Regions from separate parts of the Mus musculus genome. Here region 2 is linked to region 1. Evidence: chromatin contacts called from public promoter capture Hi-C data. All regions are on one chromosome and are shown on one strand. Each heading gives the region's core, a stretch centred on a gene start, on an enhancer-like site or on the middle of the called end of the contact. The rest is flanking DNA. Distances are from core to core; before and after follow the strand shown.

Region 1 (5,428 bases), core at 701-3,200:
AAAAAAAGAAATGGTGCATATCTACCTATATGTCCCAACTTGAGACCCATGCCACGAGAGAAAGCATACCCCCGACACTAGTAACAATATTGTCCTTTACTTGCAGACAGGAGCCTAGGATAATTGTCCTCTGAGAGGCTCCACCCAGCAGCTATGGAAACAGATGCAGAGACCCACAGACAAACATTAGGCGAAGTTCAGGGAATCTTGTGGAAGAGGGAGGGGAAGGATTGAAGGAGTCAGAGGAGTCGAGGACATCATAAAAAAAACCCTACAGAATCAACTAACCTGGACCCATAGGGGCTCCACAGACTGAACCACTAAACAAAGAACACACCCGGGAAGGACCTAGGCCGCCTACACAAATGTAACAGGTGTATGACTTAGTCTTCATGTGAGACCCTTAACTACTGGAGCATGGGCTGTCTCTGATTCTATTGCCTTTGGTCCCCTTTCCCCTAACTGGGCTGCCTTGTCTAGGCTCAATAGGAGAAGATGCACCTAGTCCTACTGCAACTTGACATGCCAAGGAAGGTTGATAGCTGTGGGAAGCACTGCCTTCTCTGAGGAGAAAAGGAGGGGGAAATGGGGGAAGGTGAGGTGAGTGGGACGGATTGGGAGGAGAGGAGGGAGGGGAAATTATGACTGGAATGTAAAGTTAAAAATTTAATTAAAAAGAAAAAAGAAATCTTGCCTCTGGCTTCCACATGCTAGGAATAAAGGCATGTGTGGGATTAAAGGCATGTGCTACCACACCTGGTGATTTCAGTGTTCTTTAGAGCTGAATAATATTTTATATATGTATCAGATTTTCATTATTCATTCATCTGCAGATGGACACAAAGATTGGTTCTAATTCATTGCTATATATAATAAATAGAACCACAATAAATGTGGATGTACAAGTATCTTTATGGTAGGATAGAGAGTTCAGAAGGAATGGTGCATATATAATTTTTGACATACTTGTATAGCTTGGGGTTGAGCTCATTGGTAGAGCATTTACCTAATATGCCCCAAGCCCTGGGTCACATCTCTAATATGGAAAAAGAAAAAAGAATGGAAAAAAAAAAGGAAGAAACAAACATGCTTATATATAAACCAGATCACAGGAAGCCATTATTCTTTTTGTTTTGTTTTGTTTTGGATTTTTTTTGTTTGTTTGGTTTTTTGGTTTTTTCGAGACAGGGTTTCTCTGTGTAGCCCTGGCTGTCCTGGAACTCACTCTGTAGACCTGGCTGGTCTCGAACTCAGAAATATGCCTGCCCCTGCCTCCCAAGTGCTGGGATTAAAGGCATGCGCCACCACGCCCGGCTTGGTTTGGATTTTTAGATAGGTTCACATACTACAGTTCAGACTGGCCTGGAACTCACTGTATAGTACAGACTGTCTTCAAATTCATGGCAATCCTCCAGCCTCAGTCTCCCTGTGAGCTAGTATAACAGGTCTAAGCAAAAACTATTTCTAAACTAATGATTTTTATTTATTAATCAGTTATATACAATACACCAGTAGATGACAGTGTAATCCAGTGAATAAAACTGACAGTCTATGACCCCTGGTGAAAATGGACCTTTGTATTCCTTTTTTTTTTTTTTTTTTTTAAGGCACAGCATGACAGGTGTTTCTTTCTTTTTTTTTTTTTTTAAGATTTATTTATTATATGTAAGTACACTGTAGCTGTCTTCAGACACACCAGAAGAGGGTGTCAGATCTCGTTACGGATGGTTGTGAGCCACCATGTGGTTGCTGGGATTTGAACTCCGGACCTTTGGAAGAGCAGTCGGGTACCTCTTACCCACTGAGCCATCTCACCAGCCCGACCTTTGTATTCCTAATGTTCTATGAAGCAGCAGGAGTTTGGTCAGGACTGCAGGGCACTCCCTGCACATGGAGTTGGAGTGTTTACTGCATCCCATGCAAGCAGCCAGTCACAGGCTTGTGTTTGTTTGTAGTTGTGGCTTCTCTCACCTCTGGACTTAGCTCAGTATACTGGACTTGCCCTTTTGCCTCCCTAACACCATGCAAGCAGAACAAGAACAAACCTTAGGACTCTAGCTCTCAGCTCAGTATTAACACTACAAAAATTCAATGAGTGTCTGCCAAGAAGAACATAAATCTACTTGGTTGAGCAAGTGAAAGGAGGAGGTGTTTGCCATATCACCCTGGAGCTGAATTGTGCATTCTCTTGTGTAATATGCTGGCAGCTTGGTCTATAATTTCAAAACTATCTGCTTCATATTTGCAATGCTAGGGGTTGAATCACATACACACTTGGCAAGTGATTAACCATTGGACAACATCCCGAGAGTTCATGTAATTTTTTAGCAGGAGATTATATACATTTGATGATCTATTTCTTTTCTTCTTAACACAATGTCTCATTGTGTAGCCCTGGCTGGCCTCAAACTTACTATTTAGATCAAGATAGCCTCAAACTCACTGTCAGGTGTGGTGGCACACCCCTTTAATAGTAGCACTCAGGAGGCAGAAGCAGGGGATTTCTGGGTCAGCCTTGTCTACATAGCAAGTTCTAAGGCAGCAAGGGATACACAGTGAGACCCTGTCTCAAAAACAAAATGAACAAACAAACAAACAAAAAAACCAGATGTGTGCTACCATACCCAAGCACGGTCATACATTTCCACTATAACTACATGAAATATCTTACCCCATATGGATTATTCTGGTTTTCTTGTTCAAATTACCCAATTATAGATCTCTATTAACAAATTCGATGACTCTATTTTTGCAGAATTAAGTGTATTACTGAATCCTTTAGGAAGTAAATATCATGGCCTGTGAATGGCTCAGCAGGTGAAGAGTCTTACCCCAAAGGTTGATAATCTAAGTTTGATCCCTGAGACCCACAGAGTGAAGAGAGAGAGCCAACTTCCACAGGTTGTCTTCTGACAGCCACAGGTATACCCATATGCATGCACGCTTGCTCGCGCGCACGCACGCACGCGCACACACACACACACACACACACCTGGAACTCACAATGTAGCCGAACCTGGCCTAGAGCTCATACAATCTCCTGCCTCACTCAGCTTCTCAAGTACTGGCATTACCACTACATTTAGCTCAGAAATAACAGCTCTAAAGAACACTGAAATCACCAGGTGTGGTGGTGCATGCTTTTAATGCCAGTACTTGAGAGGCGAGACAGGTGGGTCTCTGTGAGTTCAAGGCCAGGCTGGTCAACTTAGTGATCTCTAGGACCGCTAGGACTACATAGAGATACACTAGAGAGAGAGAGAGAGAGAGAGAGAGAGAGAGAGAGAGAGAGAGAGAGAGAGAGAGATCAGATGCTAGAAAACTTATCTGCAAGAGTGACATGTATTTACGTTGGTAGATCTCAACTCAGCAAAGCACACCTGCTGAGTACTACAGTTAACCTCTGGACTTTCAGGTAGTATGTGCCACATGAGGCCACCAGAGGCCAAGGTTTAGTTATCACTTAAAAGATAAATGATACCCAAGTGCCTGTGTGTGCTTGTATCTCTATAAATGCTTTCGGTATCACGAAACTAGTTTGCCAACATGTCAGACTGCCAACGTGTCATGTTGCTGAGCCAACAAGAATTAGTACTCAGAGCCGCTGTTCCCAAGACTGTAAATCTCTAGGTTCTTTAGTTTGGCTTCACAAATGGGAAAAGGTGGGGAACTTTAGAAGATGTTGGTGGCTAGATCATACCTCTAGAGTTTTAGATTGAACTGGTTTGGGGTGTGACCTGGCCATTGGAGCTTGTAATGCTAATGTACAAATGGAGTTGAGAATTTTGACTGTTGGGCCTTTATGTTTTTTGAGAACACAGATAATTAGAGAAAGGGAGACACATCTGTTCTTCCTCCCTTACTGTCACAATGATAAAATTGGTGATTTGTGGCCGTGAGACTCTTTGACTGAGTCTGTCATCATGGCTTCCTAACCACAAACTTGCTTGAGGCTTTTTAATGCTACCTAGGTTTGGTTTACAGCAACTTTCCCACTAAGTAAAATAGTCACCTAGTACATGGAGAAGCTGAGATTATGAAAGAGTTCCTTCAGATTCTATTAAATGATGGGGATGCTGCTCAAGGCCCAGAAAGTAATCCCCAGTACCACAAAAACAAACGCGATCAGATTATATGAACTTTACCAGCACTTGGATTAAGAGTTCTAGGTCAGAGACCAGTAAGATGGCTTGGTGAATAAAGGCACTTGCTGCCAGGCCTGACAACTTAAGTTCAATATCTGGGACTCACATAGTAGAAAAAGAGAACCAACTCCTGCCTTAGAGTATGTACATATGGTTCCTGGTGTGTGTGTGTGTGTGTGTGTGTGTGTGTGTGTGTGTGTGTGTATGTGTGTGTGTGTGTGTGTATGTGTGTGTGTGTGTGTGTATGTGTGTGTGTGTGTGTCTGTGAATGTGCATCTGTGTCTCTGTGTGTATGCACCTGTGTCTCTGTGTGTGTGTGTCTCTGTGTGTGTGCATCTGTGTCTGTGTGTGTGTGTGTCTGTGTCTCTGTGTCTCTTTGCACATTGAATAATCAAATGTACAACTTTTTAGAACCAAATATGTACAGTGTTAATTCTTTACTCTAAGAGTTTTCTCTGCACGTTAAGCTATTTTTCTGTTTAAAATTTTTCATAGTAAAAATTTGTGAGGAAAAACAAGATGTCTGGATTGAGAAGTAGAAGAAAGGGATGTGGATCAATATGTGCTGACACTCAAGCATTCAGATGCAGACAGCTAAAGCTACAGGTAATCACGATGGAACTTTCTCCATGTTCTCATGTATTTGAAAACGTTCATAATAAAATATTGGGGGAGGAGTTATAACAAACCTTAAAAACATTTGTCTATGTAGAAAAATCATAAAACTGACAGAAAAGAAACTGCTAGAACTAAAAAGTGATTATAAAAAGACTGCAAAATATTCTACCATGTCTGGTGGTGCACGCCTTTAATCCCAGCACTTGGGAGGCAGAGAGAGGCAGGCGGATTTCTGAGTTCGAGGCCAGCCTGGTCTACAAAGTGAGCTCCAGGACAGCCAGGGCTATACAGAGAAACCCTGTCTCAAAAAACCAAAAAAAAAAAAAAACCAAGAAGAAGAATAAAAAAATATTGTACCATGTCAAAGTCACTGTCTTTCTTACCTACAAGCAATAAACAAATAGAATTTTATTTAACACATGGAATGTCACTTAAATAGTGCCCCAAAATATACAATACTTAGATATAAGCCTGAAGAAATTACAAGATGTGCATAAGGAAAACTATAAAACTCTTGACAAAAGAAATTACAGAAGGGCTGAACAGCCCCTGCTCATAGCAGGGACCCTCAGTCTTGGAAGCTGTCAGTTCTGCTTCCCACATGGACCATTAGACTCACTCTCCCATGAGTGTTCCCTGACCATAAGCAGACTGGGTAGGGCATG
Region 2 (5,428 bases), core at 1,401-3,900, 120 kb before region 1:
GCTGTAGCTGTCCTGGAACTTGCTCTGTGAACCAGGCTGGCCTCGAACTCCACCTGCCTCTGCCCCGCAAGTACTGAGATTAAAGTCATGGGCCACCACTGCCCGGCCTATCTGGTGTTTTCTTGATTGATGATGGATGTGGGAGGGCCCAAGCCACTCCCTTATAGGAAGATGGCCCTGAGCTATGTAAGAAAGCAGGATGATTAAGCTATGAGGAGCAAGCCAGTGAGAAGCATTCTTCAATAGATTCTACTTCAGTTCCTGTGTCCAGGTTCCTGTCCTGGCTTCCCCTAATGTTACCCAAAAGCCAGATAAACCCTTCCCTCCTGAGTTGCTTCTGGTGGTGTGCTTTAGCACAGGAATAGAAACCCGAGGTCATGAGATAATTAGAGTTAGACAGGACCCTGAACTGACAGAAGTAATGCCTTTACCAAAAGAGAAACAAGAACAGGGAGATGGCTCTCAGTAGACACAGGGCTTTCTGCACAAGCATGAGGACCCTAATTTGGGTCCCAAGCACCCACATAAAAAGAATTTGGGGTGGGAGGCCGAGACAGGTGTATCCTTCAGGCTTGTTGTCTGGCCAGTCTAGCTAAAATGGCCAGCTCTGAGTTCAACGAGAGATCCTGTCTTGATAAAACAAAGTAGAGACATGCTTGACAAACACATCTCAACCTCCCTCTGGCTACCACATATCTGCACAAATGAGCACACATGTACACACCAAGAGACAGAGAGACACAGACAGAAAAACAGATGAAGTTTGCTGTCATGGAGTTCCCATAAATCCATAGAAAGATGGCTGTGGTCCACAGCCAAAACAACAGGCTTCGAAATGAAACCACACTAAACTGTGAGGGGAAAATCTCTGTTATTTAAACCACTAACTCCATGTTATTTTGCTATACAGCAACCCAGTTAACATTACACTGGCCCTCAGACACTCCAGGAAAGTTGAAAGTTCCAGCTGACCTTTTCCTGAGCCAAATATTTGGCAGACAAGATGACAATCTGGCTTCTGCCCCAGCCTGTAACCTGGTTGAGGGTAGAGATGGCGCTGTGCACTGCATCGGAGGAGAGGGATTCCAGCTGACTGCTGGTCAGACCTACAACTGCATCTGACAGAGAGCCTAGGGTCTCGTTGAGGGTCTGGTTCTCTGTAGCAATGTCCAAGAGGTTGGCCTTGAGCTGGAAGGATAAGGAACTGGCATGAGCCTTGAAAGAAAGTAAGGCAGGAGCTCCCTCCAACCACCTCCTGGGTATAAGGACTCCATACTGCCCTCCCTAGACATGGGCCCAGGGATTGCAAAGCACGGTATTCTTGGTCATGGTCAGACAGTGACGGCCCCCTTGGGAACGCGTCCTCCAGGCCTGGCTTTCATGTGCTGAAAATTCACTTTGAGTTTCATTTAAATATTAATGTGTTGTTCAATCAACCTTCAAGCATGGCAGGAAGAATTTTATTCCCTTGTGACTATGCCGCATTTTGTAGCAGTCTATTTTCCTGTTGTGATCTTGAACTCTATATCCATATATTTGGTTGCTTTCCTTTTGTGAACTATCCAGGGGCCTTTTCATGTTAATATGTAATCTGCATAAGAAATAATTCTCAGCAGTACAAGAAAGATAAAGTGAAAATCCAAACTCATGAAAGTAACTATGGAAATGATCAAATGAGCACAGGGCTCAGTCATAGAACACTTTCCAAAGGAGAGAAGGAAAAAGGGAAGGAAGGAAGGAAGGAAGGAAGGAAGGAAGGAAGGAAGGAAGGAAGGAAGGAAGGAAGAAGGAAAGAGGAAGGAAGGAAGGAAGGAAGGAAGGAAGGAAAAAAGGAAGGAAAGAAGGAAGGAAAGAAGGAAAAAAGGAAGGAAAGAAGGAAAAAAGGAAGGAAGAAGGAAGGAGGAAGGAAGGAAGGGAGGGAGGGAGGAAGGAAGGAAGGAAGGGAGGAAGAAAATGAGGGAGGGATGGAGGGAGTGGAGGGAGGGAGGGAGGGGGTGGTGTATATCTTCCCAACTGGCTATATGTCGTTAGAAATATACAGTATGAAGTTCTTACAGATTTATAATGTGAACTACTTAATGCTTTATACTTTCACTTAAATCACATCTTGTACATTTCTGTGTGTTTCTAAAACTGTCTTAAAAAATTATTTTTGTTGTGATATACTTTCCTAATTACAGTCAAGAATTCCCATCTGATTCTGGTAAGGAAGGTAATATATATACTCACCGACTGTATCATAGCCTCTGTACAAAAAATAAAAACAAAAAACTGAGAGGCCAGGGAGATGGTTCAGCAGGTGGAGTTACTTGGCTACCAAGCCTCGTGACCTCAGCGGGATCCAAGACCCCACACAGCGGATTAAAAAGAACTGACTCTCAAGTGATGCTCTCTGGCCTCCATAGGCTTCATGTGCACACATATGCACACATAAACATGCACACACACATAAACATGCACACCAACACACACACACAATAAAGAATTACGTAAAAATAAATAATAAATAACGTTTAAAATGGCCTAATGTTTATGCTGTAACACATAAATTTGTGTAAACATTCATTTCAGGCACACATAACGTTACTTTCACATATGCAATCTCAAAGTTGCCACTGGGGGGCAGCAAAGCTAAGTGGAAGAATTGGTTTCAGGCTCTCTTCCGCAGGCTCCCTTCCCCAGTGTTGTTCCCATGGCACAGAAGGAAGTGAGAACTAGGGTGGTGGCTCTCATCCCCTGCTTACTCGCAGCACATGATGACTGAAATACACAATCCCAGGTCACGAGGGATCTGAGCTGGTAGCACAGAACCCAGTGAAGGCCATGGACTGAACCCACTGAGCACTCAAGTCTGAGAACTGCTGAGCTCTGCATCCCTAACCGGTTTCCCAGGAACCAGAAGATGCCCCCCCCCCAACCTCCACCCCGACCCATGTTTTCCTTGAACACAAAAATAGGCCTTGACAAATAAATGACTGTGGTGGGAGACATCAAATACAGCAAGGTGTTTGGAATTCTGTGTGAAAAACTGCTGTGGAATCACTGGTGGCTTTACCAAGATTTTCTTTTACTAACATTCTAATATTATGATTCGAATTTATAAATTAAAAAAAAAAATGATCTGAGCCGAGTGTGGTGGCGCACATCTTTAATCCCAGCACTCAGGAGGCAGAGGCAGGTGGATTTCTGAGTTCGAGACCAGCCTGGTCTACAGAGTGAGTTCCAGGACAGCCAGGGCTACACAGAGAAACCCTGACTCGAAAAACCAAAAAAAGATCTGAAACGTGAATGAGAAAAAAATAGAAATAAAAAGGCTAGGTACAGTAACACGTGCTTGAAGTCCCAGCACTCAGGTGACTGAGGCAGGAGGATTGCAAACTAGAAGCCAGCCAGGGGTGTATAACCAAACTTTACTCAAAAACTAAAATAGACGGAGAGAGAAAGGGATGGAGGCAGCCATCTGTATTTGCTAATTTGACCAGAAACAAGTCTAGGAGCTCAGTAGATAACAGACACTCACCCAGGGCTCCTCCCATCCTTCCCATGCTGGGATCAGCTGAAGACCTTCCCTTTTACATCCATCCATCCATCCATTCATTCACATCCATCCATTCATTCACCAAGAGCTGGGTCGCTCATGTGCCATGGCCCATAAGCACAGTCAGGGGACCACTTTCAGAAGCCAGCTCTCTCCTGCTACCATGTGCTTCTGGGGGTCAGATTTGGGTTGTCAGCTTGGCCCCTGCCTTGGTGACTGGTTGTTTTGTTTGGTTGGTTGGTTGTTTTTTGTTTGGGTTTTTTTTTTTTTTTTTTTGCCCCTTCAATTCAATTTATGAAAAAAAAAATCTACCATTGAGCTACATCTCGTGTGTGTGTGTGTGTGTGTGTGTGTGTGTGTGTGTGTGTAGACAGATGATAGATAGATAGATAGATAGATAGATAGATAGATAGATAGATAGATAGAAGGCCTTATTCAGGCTGACCCTGAATTTGTGACCCTCCTGTTTCATTGGTGCCTGTGGTGGAGTCTGGCAGAGCCTTTACTCCTGAGGAGTCTGTCCTTCAGCCACTTGTCAGCACTGCTGGCCTTACCCCAAACCCCTGAGCAGATCGCCCTTAGGATCCATCACCAGGCTGTGCTCATACAGATGCTAAGACTCTCCGACCACTTTCCTACCACTCATTTCAACTAGCCCTAGCTGTTTTGATTGTGTTTCAACACACCCATGTTTTGTCTACACTGCTTTTCATAATTCCCCCCTATGCTCCTCTCCTCCAGGATTGGGGACAACATCTGCCAGGATTGAAGTGCTTAATAACATGTTCTCAAAATCCAGGCCACGTGAGGGATCTGAGGCCGAGGACCCAGCGACCCGCATCTCATCCGTACCTTCTGGACGCCAGCCTGGAAGCCCCGGAGGCGGCTGCACTTGAGCATCTGGTGGAGAAGGACTTGGGCCAGGGTGGCATCCAGCAGCTCCAAACCATCATAGAAACAAACCAACAGCCCCAACCTGTGTGGGAAGATGAGAAAGGCTGGTGGGGTTGCTCAGAGCCCCACAACCCTTCCCTGCAATCCAGACATGAACACCACGACAGCACAGTAGCCAGCACTCACCCACTTCATCCTGCACCACCTACCTGGATCATCAGCTCTCAACAAACAAAACCGTTTTCATTTGAAAGCAATTAATAATATGGGTTGAGTGTGGAATGTCACCCCCAGGCTCATGTGTCTGAACACCTGATTCCCCAGCTGGTGGCAACCATGGCTACAGGAGGCGGCTCCCTAGGAGCAGACATCTGGGGGGTATACCCTGGTCTTGCTTCTGGTCTTGTTTTCAGTTTCCTGGTTGGTCAAACTGTAAGGACCTGTACCCTCACGCCCCACCACCACCGCCGTGCTTTCCTCTGAAACCGTGCATCAAGTGCATCAGAGTAAAACTCTCCTTGAAGTTGCTTCTGTCATAGGTTTTATCACAACAACAAGAAAAATAACTAATGTAGCCCTTTGTTCACAGAGACCAGAGAAGTCAGAGGACTTACCCAAAAGCAAGTGCTAGAGCTGCAACTTAAATCTAAACCCATCCCACTAAGCCACCTCGTCTCCTAGGAGGGGAAATTCAGGGAGAGGGGGATACTAAAATCCTCTCATTTCCACGTGGAAATATAGGGTGAATGATAGCTCTCTTCCCAGGATTCCTTGCCCCCATCCACCAAGATGGCCCTAAGACTTCAGAAGAAAAAATATGGCAGAATAATGAGGGAGCAGAGGAACTCTGCCGAGCTATAAGCAATATATCTAGTGGTTGAGAACATAGACTTAGGCCAACTGGAGTTTGAAGGCCGTTTCTGTGAGATGTTTGCCTCTGAATTACTCGACTCCTCTTCATACAGCAGTGCAGTGCATGCTGTGGGCTACAGTGCG

The links. Capture Hi-C pulls out chosen DNA fragments and counts their contacts.
Region 2: a promoter capture Hi-C map of adipose tissue shows a contact between it and region 1. The contact joins two enhancer-like sites. A contact is called at or near these places in 1 of 39 promoter capture datasets (liver), 12 of 484 Hi-C or Micro-C datasets (embryonic stem cells, large pre-B cells, liver and 6 more) and 2 of 9 other capture datasets (adipose tissue and liver).

What each region holds. Positions count from the first base shown.
Region 1 is chr7:121,000,728-121,006,155 of GRCm38.p6, reverse strand. All of the region lies in intron 7 of Mfsd13b (major facilitator superfamily domain containing 13B), which reads right to left. Among named protein-coding and RNA genes, the nearest start is that of Mfsd13b, 21 kb to the right of the region's middle. Within about 2 kb of position 1,950, at least 22 of the 459 cell types and tissues checked have an H3K27ac peak or open chromatin away from gene starts, as enhancers often do. A contact at or near this core is called in adipose tissue, where this site is marked.
Region 2 is chr7:121,117,628-121,123,055 of GRCm38.p6, reverse strand. It overlaps Otoa (otoancorin), which reads right to left. Exons shown (of 29, transcript NM_139310.2): 12 at 4,391-4,514; 13 at 973-1,188. Among named protein-coding and RNA genes, the nearest start is that of Otoa, 37 kb to the right of the region's middle. Within about 2 kb of position 2,650, at least 39 of the 459 cell types and tissues checked have an H3K27ac peak or open chromatin away from gene starts, as enhancers often do. A contact at or near this core is called in adipose tissue, where this site is marked.